2 separate regions of the Danio rerio genome follow, and region 2 is linked to region 1. Evidence: chromatin contacts called from public HiChIP or PLAC-seq data. All regions are on one chromosome and are shown on one strand. The core of a region is the stretch at or near the end of the contact, and the rest is flanking DNA. Distances in the headings are between cores, read along the strand shown. Region 1 holds the start of b3galt10.1 (beta-1,3-galactosyltransferase 10, tandem duplicate 1). Region 2 holds the start of crebbpa (CREB binding protein a).

Evidence for each region. HiChIP or PLAC-seq counts read pairs in DNA pulled down with a chosen protein or histone mark.
Region 2: a contact with region 1 is called in an H3K4me3 HiChIP or PLAC-seq map of gastrula embryo, with 4 times the contacts expected there. The contact joins the promoter of crebbpa here to the promoter of b3galt10.1 in region 1. A contact is called at or near these places in 3 of 18 Hi-C or Micro-C datasets (caudal fin, fibroblasts and an unstated tissue) and 2 of 4 datasets of contacts at active chromatin or transcription factors (embryo and gastrula embryo).

Annotation. Positions count from the first base shown.
Region 1 is chr22:27,267,723-27,270,422 of GRCz12tu, reverse strand. It overlaps b3galt10.1 (beta-1,3-galactosyltransferase 10, tandem duplicate 1), which reads left to right and starts at 1,356. Exons shown (of 2, transcript NM_001128799.1): 1 at 1,356-1,427. The coding sequence starts at 1,393. glis2a (GLIS family zinc finger 2a) reads left to right here. Exons shown (of 7, transcript XM_073937743.1): 7 at 1-1,066.
Region 2 is chr22:27,418,237-27,420,936 of GRCz12tu, reverse strand. crebbpa (CREB binding protein a) reads right to left here and starts at 1,349. Exons shown (of 30, transcript XM_005161771.6): 1 at 535-1,349. The coding sequence starts at 613. It overlaps LOC141380291 (a long non-coding RNA gene), which reads left to right and starts at 669. Exons shown (of 4, transcript XR_012398065.1): 1 at 669-1,563.

The DNA of each region.
Region 1 (2,700 bases), core at 107-2,606:
CAATAAACGTTATGTGACGTCTGACGAGAACTGCTTAGAGGGCAGAGCTTCCTAATTCCTAATCTGCACCTTTGTTTGTTTAAATTAGTCTCGTGGTGTGTAATGACAGCTGCATTGGCTTGGAAATTTGACCCACAGTGGTCAAACAAAGAGAACAGGATGCAATACGAAAAGGATACATCATCTTTTGATATAGATATAAGTAAATGGAGTAAAATGAGCTTCTAAAAAGATTTTTTTAAATGAAAATAATATGAAAAACTCATAACCCACATGGCCTCTATTGTAATGTGTTTAAGACTTGCTTGTGTGCAAGTTTTAATAGCACTGTTTATCAAGAAGTAACATATTTGGGTCATTTAAGTAATACTTTTGTCTGTGTAGACGTGCACCTTGATTGCTTTAAGTAATCATCAGCTTGAACTTTTATTATTATTAGCCATTTAATGGTGCAAATTTGCTACGTCATGTACATTTTTGAAGACGAGACATTGACTGTGTCAAAACTGTGTCATATGATGACATGAGTCCACTTGGACTCCGCTGTTTGTTATTCATTATTATGTTCTGTGACATTAACCTTGATGCATGGATGCTTTCTCAGTTAAATGTAAAACCGGAGCCTGGTTTTGCACCGGGAGTCCTGTATGTAATGTTGTATAGCTCTGATTTTATATTTGCCATACACAGTGGAGATAAATGCTAAGACTACGGCCTGTCTGGGCCAGCACAAGTGTTTTAATGAAATATATTTGCACAGAATATTTTATCGAACATATTTTTACCAGTACCAAGTGCCTTCTATTGTTATGTCATTATTGACGAAATACAATGTATGAAATACATTGGGATGTATATTGTCAGTTCATGTATGTATATTTTACCAGATTTACTTCAGTCTTCTTTTTTCTTTTTACACTTTCTTGACGTTGAGGCTAATGCCTCATGAATCTTAGCTAATGCTAATGTCTCTTACCATAACACAAGACGTCTGTCAATGTGACTGGAATGAAATTTATGAAATAGGTGACTATGACGCATCAGTCTAATAAAGAGTGCAATGACATAACTGTGAAGTGTGTTATTTTATTCCAAAGGGGTTTTTAAAGCTTATGTTTAATTTAACCTGAGGGTTAAACACATCAATCACCTGAAGCAGAGTTTGCATATGAACATTGACTGATTTGCATTAACCATTTATGGTAAAATTGTGGAGTTTTTGGAAATGGCCATTATAGAACTCCACCATCCCAGCCCCCCATCTATAGTGAACACCTGTATGAGGTGGGAGGAGGTGGGACAACTGTAACACTAAGGCAGCTTTAAGTCCCAGGTGTTCAGCTAAAAGGACCATTGGCCTGAATCCAGATGCACACACACATACACCAAGACATGGAGTGGAGACTTTTCAGAAATGGCTGGAAGAGGTGAGTTGACACTTATTTGTCTTTTATTAAAAGTAGAAACGTGTGAACATATGTGTATCTGATTGTTCTATTATAATTTAATGATATGGTAAACTACTAAATGTACAGTATGCATATGCTGAATACACTGTATAAACTACAAAAGCATGTACTTGTATCTAATACTATTATACTTAATTTTGAATGTAATTTACATAGCCTATTAATGCATAATCCACCAATATGATTTCAAACTTTTATGAGTTTTTTATGAGGACAACAAAGGCGATACTATGGAAGTCAGTGGTTAAATATGTGAAGCTTTCTTCAAAATATCTTCCTTTGTGTTCACCAGAAGAAACTTATGAAGATTTGAAACTAGTAAAGATTGTGTAAATTATATATGGGCGAACTGTCCCTTTAAGTAAAGTGCTGCTCATGCTAATGTATAGTATAACGTATGATTTGATTGATTTAATGTGAATGAAACCTTGGTCAAAAAGCTCTTCAAAACGTTATTTTGTCCAAAGTTTATGACAGTGATGTGTTCACTAAATTATTTAGCATACATGCTCTATTAGCAAAAAAAAAAAAAAAAGATCCACTGTATATAATCAGCGTGTGAAAAACACCTCAGCGAATTTAAACCAAGATGCTTTCTATTAGTCAGCGGATAATGTCACATGTCCTGTAAGTGAAACGTGTATTAACGTGTAATATTACATCGCTATTTTTAACATCTGAGGTGAGGAAATAATCAAATTCACTAACCTAAACGGTTTCGTCTTTATATGTGCCTATCAATTGCAACTTTCCTGTCAAAAGTCATTAGGCTATTTCTTTCACCCTTTATTAGCGTGATTTTAATGATTTAAATAATGGATATTTGGCCATATATGGCCATAACAATAGTTTATGCAAATAAAATGAATGATACAGCTATGAATCACGATTTCTTAGTCTTCAAATTAGTCAGTATTTTTTCCATCGTTTTATAATCGAAATATATTATTTTACTGTTGTTGTTTGTAGGCGTGTTCCTTATTCTATAACAGGGTTGTCCAAACTCGGTCCTGGAGAGTCAGTGTCAGTTTAGCTCTAACTGGCTTCGACACACCTGCCATGAAATCTCTAGTATAGAGCTTGATTAGCTGGTTCAGGGGTGTTTGATTAGGGTCAAAGATACTCTTTATAACACAGGTCCTGCAGTACCGAGTTTGGACACCCCTGTTCTATAACATTAACTTGTTTCAAAATAAATTGATCTATAAAATGTGTGGCCATAATCCATAAT
Region 2 (2,700 bases), core at 100-2,599, 150 kb before region 1:
ATTCCATGTGCTGCTCTACTGGATAACGTCAGATGTGCTTTCACGACGTGAATGATGCAATACATTATAAAACTGACATTAGAGGAGTTCACCTACACTCACATGCACACAAGTTTGACACAACCTTTTCCAAAGTGCGTGTCAATCAAACGTCATTGTCTAAACTTCGGATGCAAAGCAATGCTACTCTTGACATGCTAACTGTATTAGCAACTACGCTACAAACACTACACAGGAGTAAAGGAAAATTGTTACATCTCATAAAGAATGATGTGAGTGGCAATACACTCTCACTGTTGAAAATAAAGTGACGTTAAAGTTCATTTCTCCTTTAGTCTCAAACTAGTTTTGAACAGCATGCGGGTGAGCAAATGATGACTGAAACTTTATTTTGGGGTGCAGTAAACCAACTAACTGAACTGTTTCTCGGCTCATCGGACAGCTGCGAGGCACATGGCGTGTGTTACAGTGCTTAGAGAGAATTTACTATGATCTTATTTTGCAGGTTTTGGGATCAGGCCTGCTGGACTTTACCTGGTGCGTCTGGAGCAGGTGCTGTCAGCTTCGCCCGCTTCGCATTGGGAGGGCCGACGTCGAGCACATTTTCAGCCATTGCGATTCAAGTGAACTTCTGGCTGAGTGTTGTGGGTCAAAAATGCAAAGTGAAGGATCCTTTCGTCGGAAAAAAACAGATATTACCTTACTTTTGAAAGACGTGGGGAGTGTGGAGCGGCTCGGCGGAGGATTTTCTCAAAAAAGCAGCAACAGCGCCCCGCGTCGCCACCACCATTCACCCCATGATAATCCAACACCCAACACCCACATTATCATCGTTATATTACCGAGAGAAAACGCCTCCTTTCCGCGAATTCAACGCAAAATCCCAAATAAAATAACCATAGGAGTCTGCGCGCTTGAGCGTCGTTAATTTTGCAACGGCACACGATCCATTTTCTGACGTCAATTTTTTCCGTGCAAAAATCCTCTGGCTTCTTGTGAAAATGCACGGTTGCATAAAAATGAGATATTTTTGCAAAATAGTCTCCTCGGCGCTGCCTGTCCTCCAAAAGCGTCCGGTAAACAATAACAGCTCGGAGCGAAATACGGACGCAAGCGCCGCTCTGAAGGGGAAACCAGATATACGAGGGTTTTGTGGCCGACGCACGCCGATTAAATCCAGGGTTTTCCGCCAAAAATTCCTCCGCGCCGTTATAAAGGTGTCATTTTCCGCTGAACGGGGTCGTCAAAGCTCGATTTGAATGCTCCGTGTTCAAAAATAAAAAATAGTGCTCTATCGAAATCCTGATTCCGAGCCGCGACAAGATGGCGGCTGTTGATTCCTTCGATACAAAAAGTTTTTTTTTCTTTTTCCAGATAGACGGAGCCGAGGGGGAGGGGGAGCGCGCGGCGCAATCACGCCCTACGTCAAACCTGTTGTGAACGCGCAGAGCGGCCACTGGAGGCAGTATACGACCACGAATGAGCTGCTTGAAAACAGGGATGCCCTAACTTTATCCTACGAAGAACCAAAAGCCAAATATCATTGAGAGCCGTGGCCTGAAGGTAAATATACCAAACTACTGTATATTACATTAACGTTGCCGTGAATAATTTACTGATTTATTTAATAATATTTAAAATAAATAGAAAACATTATTTTAAATCGTATTAACTAATGCAGTATAACTTTTTAAATAACTCATTGCAATAAAAAACATAAACAATCACATTTATAACACAGTGGATAAAAAAGGTTACATTAAACTTGAATTGACAATCTCAAAACCATCAACATCACTCTCCCTTACTTCTTAGATAAGATGGCGGGCCAAATCAAAGGTCACCATGGGCCAACGTTGGTCCCCAGGCCCTAGTTTGGTCATCTCTGGTTGAAAAGCTCTCTGACATGTATTTAAAGTCACGTTAAATACACTAACAGAAACAGAATTAATTCATTCATTTTCTTTTCAGCTTAGTCCCTTTATTAATCTGGGGTTGCCACAGCGGAATGAACCACCAACTTGTCCAGCATATGTCTTAAGCAGAAGATGCCCACAGAATTTTATATCAATTGTAAATATATAAATTAAACTGTTATAGGAAACAACATATTAGTATATTTTTGTATGCTTTGAAGTATATATATAAATATATAAATGTATTTTTTTTGACCTCACATCGAACTTACACGACACTAAAACATCTAATGTACGACAAAAGTAATTAATTGCTAATAATGAGTTATGGCTAGGCCCACACAGAATCTGCACGCACAGCAATCCACAGATTTCCGCCGATTTTAAGCCCATTATTGAGTTTGTGTGTGTGTGTGTGTGTGTGTTTGTGTGTGAATGTGTGCAATTTTATACTTATTCATTTTTTTCATTTAATTTCAATAATAATATTGATTAATATAAAAATGTTCTTATGATTTATTAACAATACAGTTTGTAAAGTATTATTTTCTGTCTTTTAGTAGAGTTATAATATGGTAGACTTGCTTTGTTTACCCAATAAGTGGATCTAAATGGATTTGCATTGTAAAAAAATTATATATATTTTTTTATTTCATATACAGTTGAGGTCAGAATTATTAGTCCCCCCCCCCCCCCCCCCCCCCCGTTTATTATTTTCACCAATTTCTGTTTAACAAAGAAAATATTTTTTCAACACATTTCTAAACAAAATAGTTTTAATAAC